Regions from separate parts of the Mus musculus genome. Here region 2 is linked to region 1. Evidence: chromatin contacts called from public HiChIP or PLAC-seq data. All regions are on one chromosome and are shown on one strand. The core of a region is the stretch at or near the end of the contact, and the rest is flanking DNA. Distances in the headings are between cores, read along the strand shown. Region 1 overlaps Mthfs (5, 10-methenyltetrahydrofolate synthetase). Region 2 holds the start of Minar1 (membrane integral NOTCH2 associated receptor 1).

The links. HiChIP or PLAC-seq counts read pairs in DNA pulled down with a chosen protein or histone mark.
Region 2: an H3K27ac HiChIP or PLAC-seq map of microglia shows a contact between it and region 1, with 5 times the contacts expected there. The contact joins the promoter of Minar1 here to the enhancer-like site in region 1. A contact is called at or near these places in 8 of 39 promoter capture datasets (the 3T3-L1 cell line, the C10 cell line, cranial neural crest and 5 more), 2 of 484 Hi-C or Micro-C datasets (bone marrow-derived macrophages and cortical neurons) and 6 of 115 datasets of contacts at active chromatin or transcription factors (SST interneurons, astrocytes, embryonic basal ganglia and 3 more).

The regions. Positions count from the first base shown.
Region 1 is chr9:89,235,382-89,239,411 of GRCm38.p6, reverse strand. The region is part of intron 2 of Mthfs (5, 10-methenyltetrahydrofolate synthetase); the gene reads right to left. Among named protein-coding and RNA genes, the nearest start is that of Mthfs, 26 kb to the right of the region's middle. Within about 2 kb of position 2,106, at least 1 of the 459 cell types and tissues checked has an H3K27ac peak or open chromatin away from gene starts, as enhancers often do. A contact at or near this core is called in microglia, where this site is marked.
Region 2 is chr9:89,620,966-89,624,995 of GRCm38.p6, reverse strand. Minar1 (membrane integral NOTCH2 associated receptor 1) reads left to right here and starts at 2,010. Exons shown (of 4, transcript NM_153509.2): 1 at 2,010-2,379.

The DNA.
Region 1 (4,030 bases), core at 857-3,356:
GTTAAGAGTATCATGCAGTCCACAAGGCCCACTCCTCTTCCATTCCCTCCCACTGACAGGCAAGGGTAGGCTCAGACTTAAAGCTTAGGTGTGGGGTGAGCACACTGACAGCACTGCTAGCACGGCAGACCATGGCTGGAAGCCAAGGGCTCTCAGCTCAGGATGCTAGAAGTAGGATGTTCTGATAGAATAGTGCTGGCATCAAGCAGCTGATGACTTCCTATGAGGTGAACCCCATTTCCTGTTCCTGCCACGTACATGTTCACCTTGCCTGCTGACTTCCCACACTGAAGAGCTCAGGTGCAGTCAGACCCAACCCGCTAAGCCTGCCTGCCTATTCCAAGGCCTGCTTGCTTAAAACAATTAAGAAAGTGATGTCATTGATCTTTCCTTTCTATCCCTGTCCCATTATTTTATCTCTATAGGAATGGACAGTGTCCTGTGCATTTGGACCTTGCTGCCAAGGGTCTTCTTTACCTTTGAAGAGCAACTAACTTAAAGTTCCTGCCTTCTAAACCTGTAACACATATATGTACTATGATTTCTGCCTCTCCACATGTGAATAGGTGTTTTGTAAAATCTTCAGAGAGGACACAGAGTCCTTGCCTTCAAGAGATGACAGTTCATTTAAAATAACATGTAACATCAGGCTAAGATGACATCTCTATCAACTGTCCCAAAGCTACAGAAGCAAAGGCTCTAGAGACTCCAGTAGAGAATAAGTAAATTTAGCTGGGTGAGAAGTCCTGGTCATGGGGTATTTTGACTTGACATGGGCTTTTTAAGAACGTGTCAAGAGTCAAGTTACATCCTGGAAGCCAAAAGAAGGGTAGCAGGATAGTGCGCAGGGAAGGGGCAAGCGGCAGTTTCGTATGGGGCAGAAAGACCGGGGCAAGGAATAAGAGATGACAGGTGTGCACTTTTCTCCAGCAGTGGAAGAACAAATGCCAGGACGAAGGTACATGGAATTCTCAAAAAATTAATAGTGGAACTACCATAAGATCTAGAAACCTTGCTCCTAGGTGTTTATCCAAAAACACTGAAATCAGGATCTCAGCAGATCTTTACACTTCCATCTTCATGTTGAAGTGTACCCAATAGCCCAAAGGTAGAACAGCCGAAATGTCCACCAGAGTAACAACTGATCAAAACAAACAAATAACCAAAACCATGGCACATGCATATGGTAAGGTATTAATCTGCCACAAAATTGAAGACAATTTAATAATAGTGGACATGGATGAACCAAGAAGACACTGTGCTAGATGGAAAAACAATCATATAAACACGCACACACTGTATAACTCCACTTATACTAGGTATCTAGAAGAGTAAAACTTTTATAAACAGGAAGTAGAATGCCAGTTGTCAGGACCAGGGGAAGATACTATTAGATAAGCACAGCGTGTCATCCAAGCAAGATGGACAAGCTCCAGCAGTCTGTAGGACACTGTGTTTATGGCCAAAATAAGTATACTCTAGACCTAAACTTTTAAGAGGGAACATCTCATATGGGTTACTAGCTAACATAATAAAAAACAAACTATACAAGCAAAGCAACAAAAAGGTACGGCAACAGAACAGCTGGGATATTCATCAGCGCCGACACATACAGAAAAAAGGCAGAATTCTGGAGCCATCACATTCCTGCTGGTGGAGGAAGAGACCAGAGGAGAGAAACAGTCAAGGAAAGCCATTCTCAGCCCTCACGCTGGGATCAAGTTTGCTGCTGCTCCTACTCCTCCCTGGGCTTGGTCTGCTTCTCCCTAGAGTCTGTCTTGTAGAGCTGAGTGTATATGTCTCTGTCGACTCGGCTGGACAGCAATTTTCCTTGCAGGCCATAATTTTTTCCAAGCCATCCTTCATGCTTGGATTTTAATAGACTGCTAGAGCACAAAGACCCTGAAAAATGAGTACATTATCTTCAGACAGATCAATCCTGGCATGGCACCTCCGACTTCAATAACTCTAAGGTATATATATTTGGATTAAAGAAGTGACATTATGAGTAAGTCTATCCTCGCATGGCCACTAGTTAAACGTGAAATTCTCTAGCTATTAAGCAGAAGTGAGAATGGCCTTCTGGCCATTGGGTAACTCAGGGACCTGAAACTGCCCTGCAGAAGTCCTGGCATTCTACCTGGGAATCTGGCCTTTGCGTCCATGCCCATTAGAACTGCTTCCACCCAAATCCCTTCTACTATTTGTGCACTTGACTGTGGCCCCAGTTCCAGTACCTAGGACTTTGAAAGTCCTTTCTGGTATTTTCCCATTTCTGCTGTTTAGATCTTAGTGCTTTTCTGAATGTATATTGCATTCCTTACTGGCTTCCCCCATCTGCTGTTGCCCCTGAAGTTCTTTCTGTGGCTTGCCACCATCTTTTCTTCCTTTCTCTTCTCTTCTGCTGCCTGATACATGCGTGAGCACACACACACACACACACACACACACACACACACACACACACACCACATACACGCACATACACATGCACAACCTTACCTACCCTACCTACTTACCTATCTGGGACTCTTGACATTTCCATAACAGTACTTCTGAATGTCACCTTTCCCCAGTGAAGAAATCAGTGGGACAAGTAAATCAGGTGTGGGCTCAACAAGCTTCCCATGCCACATATACTAGAGCATGACCCCTAGACACACCCTAATGAACCACAAAAGCGAAGTTCAGTAGGAAGAACAGAAAAGCCTTCCTTCTTCACCCATATTCTTCCTACATGATTTACAATCAGCAAAGGCTCATTAACAGAAGACATTAGCATAGTGCCCACCATAATCCTGATTCCAGTTAACCCTTCCACTCTTGTCTCCCAAGCCTGGCTGGAATGAAATGTAACCAGGAGAGCTAATGAGCTCCACTCATCAGGATGGCAACAAGACCTTCAGGCAGAGGTCTCTGGGTGTTAGCCAGTTCTTCTGCACAGCCACACTTTATTGTTTATTTGTTCTTCCTGGGGAAGGTGTATTCCACAGTTCTCTTGCATTCGAAACTGCAAAGCTAACTTTTGGAAAACTGCACCAGCCTTATACCCTACATTTGTTCACAGTCTTTCTTCTTCCCCTTATTTGGTATTGCTCTGAAAGAGCAGCCTCCTCTGAAGGCAGCTGGTAAGGGGCAAGGACCATGCTATTTCCTAGCTGTGGGATCAAGGGTGAGTAGCCTTCCAGTCTGTGCTTTCGACATTACCACCTGCAAATCTGCTTGTTCGCCTGCTGTCACAAACATTAAACAGATCATGCTTATGAGCTCTACTGCTAAGTACAGTCCAAGATAATTGCATTTATTAAGAGAATTTCTCCTTTGAATTAAGAAATATGAGGCACTATTTCTTGAACTGGTGGAGAAAGGAATGAAGTTCCTCTAGAACTCCCAGTGAAATTGAGCAGAGCTTCTTACTTAAGTCTTCCCTTAGAGCTGACTGATGCATGTATTCCTCCTGCCTCAGGCTTCAGCCAAGAGAGCAAGAAAACTAGGAAAGCGTAGGTGAAGACCCAGAGTTAGGTGTGTTGACTTTTTTTTCCTATAAAGAGCCAAGGGGCAAATAATTTAGGCTATGAGACACTGTGAACCATAGGTCAGTTTTGTACTGTGAAAACAGCCTTAAGCAATACTACATATATATGAATAACTAGCTATGCTCACTTACTAAAATAGGTAGAGGACCAGACTTGATCCAGAGGCTACAGTTGCCATCCTGTAATGTGATATAGAAGGAGTTTCTGAAATAAGAACAAAGGTCAAAGGTGGACAGGGTAAGAACAACATCCCTTAGAGATGGCAAGAAGGTAACTGTTACAGTAAGGGACACACAGCGGATGGGAGCAAGCAGAGCTGTAGGGACACACAGGGGATGGGAGCAAGCAGAGCTGTGGACTCTTCACCAACAAAAGGAACCCTAGGAAATAAGCTTTTAGAGAAGATAAAAGGGGACTTTATGCATGCTTCTATTCACCATAGTTCTGAGGATCTAGCTCACCGCTGGGAACATCATTTTCATTATGATAACAGC
Region 2 (4,030 bases), core at 761-3,260, 390 kb before region 1:
CCTGAAGTCACTTGAAGGGTAGATTTACAGAATCCAGCTAGAGGAGGCAGTGTAGGATCAGAAACCTGCACTTTGTGTGTGTCTTTATACTGTTTAAAATGTAAAAGTTTGTACTGTTACAAATTTCCCCAAAATGTTAGTGTACAGGGAAACAAGATCAAATAGAACAGCCCTCCCTCCCTCCCCATTCAAAGGTTTCCGCTTGTTTCCTTCTGGAGTCTGGACTCAGGTGCTCTTTTAGAATGAAACAGGAGGGGAACGACATTTAAAAATTAAAAGTCAAGGAGCAGGCAGACGCTATCCATCTAGCTTCCCGTTCCAACTCCTTCAGTTCTTTGGATTTTACAGTCTTGGCTTTGGGAGAAATATGTTTGCTAGGTCTCTATTTACTCTCTGAACAACCAGGCTGCTGCAGCCTCCAGAGTTCTCTCCATTGGAATCCAAATGGACTTCTTGCTCAGCACAGTTAACAGTTATTCCTCAGGGTTAGGTCTGTCTCCCTCTGCCCCTCTTTGCCTTCCATATCAGTTAGCAGATCTTTGACTGCTGACTATCCCCCAGATTGTTTGGACCAAGACACTACTGGTTACAAATTTAGACTCCTAGGCAAGCAAGGTACAGTGGATCAAATAAACTTGACCTTTCTTTCACCTCTCAGTTGCTTTTGTCCTCCCTAGAGGAGCATGGTCTTGCCTGGCACTAAAGTAATAAGGGTGAAATTCTGGGAAAATCCAGCTGGCAGCTTATTACCCCATGAGGCTTTATTTAAAGTATCCATGTATTAACAGGTTCACTTTTAGAACGCTTCCAGTCATAGCAAAAAAACCTCAGGCAGGAAAGCTGTCATGGAGACCAGTGTCCCTCCTCCAGCCCCCACCACCTCCCAAGGACAGAAGACAGACCACAGGTCACAAAGTTAGCCAGGAACCTGCATTTGGTTGCACTCTTGGAAAAGTAACCTAAGAGGGTGCCACCCCTTAGTTATTTGTTCCCCAATAGTAGGCTTCCCCCCCTTCCCTTCCCTCCCCTTCCCTCCCCTTCCCTCCCCTTCCTTTCCCTCCCCTCCCCTCCATCCCGCTTCCCTTTCCTCCCCTCTCCTTCCCTCCCTTTCCTTCCCCCTTCCCTCCGGTTCTCTCTCTCTCTCTCTCTCTCTCTCTCTCTCTCTCTCTCTCTCTCTCTCTCTCTTTTCTCTACTCTTCTCTTGATTCCACGAGTTTGAAACTATAATTCCGTTTCTTTAAAGCGCTGTTTGTGTGACTTTCCCAGCTGAGGAAGACAATCTGTATAAATGGTGGCACCACAGGCAGGCTGCTGCATTTCAGTCCCACTGCAGTACCCTAGATGGCTTGGGAAAAGCCTCCAGTCCTCATCGATGTATCCAATTGGACTTTTGGAAATCTATTCCGTTAAGAGTGTGAGTGCGTGTTTGGGGAGGGCTGGTCACGTGAACGCTAGTCTCTCCAATCTGGGTACCAATGAAGCCAACACCGGCCAGGAGGGAAACATCAATGAGCCAAGTGACCAGTTTGCCCTGGCCTGGTGAAGCACTGCAGAGTCTGAGGCCCCAGAAGGGTGAGCAGAGTGCACCTGGAGAAAAGGAGAGCAGCGGACGATGTTAGCTTCTGCTTCTCCACTGGGGGCCGCAGTCACCTTCAGCATCCGGAAATAGGGAGAAGCAAACCCCGGGGTGGATCTGGCCCGAGGCTCCCTCCAGTTCCAACCTCTGCTTGCTTTTGCCCGGTCTCAGCAGGCGCGACTCTTAAGGAAGCAGAGGCTTTCTCAGGACTCTGGGGTTGCGGGCGCCCACTCTCTAGGTGGCTGCAGCCTCTGGCAGGGCACGCCCTCGGCGCTATTGCCGCGCCCCTCTGGAGTCTGCCCCTCCCGCCCTAGGGAGCACGAGCCCACTGCTGGAGAGTCCTGCCTTCCTCTGCTCCCCAGGCGGGAGATGATGGAGAGGCTAAACTGGGTCTCTGGCCATCGAGTTCCTGGCCCGAGCTGCCCACGGTATCCAAGACCGTGATGTGGTGACACTGGCTGAGCCTCAGAAACCGAGATTGGGGCTGATCCGGACTCTGAGGCCGCATCCTCCAGCCGCTGAGAGCCCCAGCATCATGCAAGTGGGCAGTGGCTGCCGACTGCCCAGGAAAGCCCGGGTGCGACCCTAGTCTGCAGATCCAGACCTCGTGCTGTGGGGGCTGAAGTTAACCTACGCCAGGGGTGTTGCCCCAAGTGCAAAGCCTGGGCTGCCCTGGAGCCTAGGATTCTTTTGCCTAGGGAACCTTCGGGAAGCTCTGCGTTGGAGGCCCTGTGGACCACCACCTCAGAGCCACGCAAGAGCTGCGGAGGACCGGGGACGGAGAGCTGGAGCAGCCCCCAGAGGTAACTTCAGAAAGCGGGAGACCCATGGGCACCCGAGCGCACATGTGCAAGTATGTGCGTGCAAGGTGTGATCGCTACGTGCCGGTTGCTATTACACAGGGACTCTGTGTAAAGTCCCAGGCTACTGGCACTCCTCCCTGGCTCCGATAGGTTCCCGACTGCAGGCCGCCTGGGCACGGAGACCCTTTTCGCTGAGCTCGGTACGGTAGTGGGAAAAGGGGTGTGCGTGTGCACGCGCATGTGGTATGTGTGTTTGCGTGTGGTGTGCGTGTGTGTGTGTGTGTGTGTGTGTGTGTGTGTGTGTGTGTGCGCGCGCGCGGTAGGTAGTAGGCTTGGCCATATCTGGTGGAGGGAAAAGAGATGAAAGTAGAGATACAATGGCCAAAGACCACAAAATTCTGGGCAAGTTTTCCTGGTTAAGAATTCATTTCAAACAACGGTGTTTTGGGGGTCAAGTAGGTGAACTGTTTGTGTGACACCTCCCCACCCCCGACCTATCGGAGTAAGGTGGAGAACTGAACCAACCCTAGAAAAACGGACCAGTGTATCCCAACGTTAAATTGCGATTTCCAGTCACATTGTTGTGGAAAGGAGGTGTCTTTCCTCCTGGAGACGTTCAACTTCACCTGCCAGAAAAACACCAAAGCAAGGCCTGGCTGGCAGCGGGGCTTGAGTTCATTCACACACTAGCTCACCTCTCAGCAGCCTTTCCCACCTGCTCTACCGCCATCCCTGCCAAGTCCTGTACTCTGCGAGGCCACAAAACCAGCAAGTAGTCATTGGTCCTCTCTGCAAGAGTGCAGGGAGCTTCTGGGAAGCAATTGAGTAGCTTGCTCTAACAGCATGCATGCCGACGTTGTTTGTGAAATAGTAGTCAAAGGTTGTAAACACCGGGGTGGGGGTGGGGTGGTGAGGTGAGTTGAGATCAGCTAGTCTTTTCAGTGGGAAATTAAGTAAGGTTTGCCAAGACAGAGAGGAGGAGAGACAAGGAGTCTGTGTGCTAACACAGGTCGGTTTTATAGAACTTACATTTTGTTTGAAGGATGGGGTGATTTTCTTAGGAACTGGTGGGACCATGGCAGCTGCCATTGCGGCTGGGATTTGGGGGGTTGGCTGTTTGGCTCTGCTATGGTGTTATGCAGCATGACATGAAGGATTTCCAGGAGTCATTGAGGGGCAGTGCATTTGACCGGTAATTTATCCCCTTCTCCCTGCAAACAAGCTTTCGTTACCACCTCTTCTGATGAAATCTTCCTTGCAGGTAGAAGCTTGCCACTTGCTCTGGGTATAGGAGCCTTCTGAGATGAGCTCCTTGCCAGAGCAGTGACAGCCTGGAGAGGGGACATGGCTCAAACAAGAGTAGTGGGAGAGAGTTGGGTGGATGGCCTGAGCAAGCCCTTAGAATTGGGTCTCTTTTTATGTATCAGAGCATAAGAGAATAATGAGGAATGATGGAGTGTCTGCAAAAAACAGCCAGTTTAGAGTGGTTTGTTTTTTGTTTTTTTTGTTTTTGTTTTTGTTTTTTTGTTTTTTTGTTTTTTTTACTAGAGGCTGCAGGGAAACCTGAAATGTCTGCTTAAGAAAGTCTGGGTCTTATTGCATGTAAGAGTGATTTGTATAGATCTGCAACTATGTGAAAATAAACTTCAGT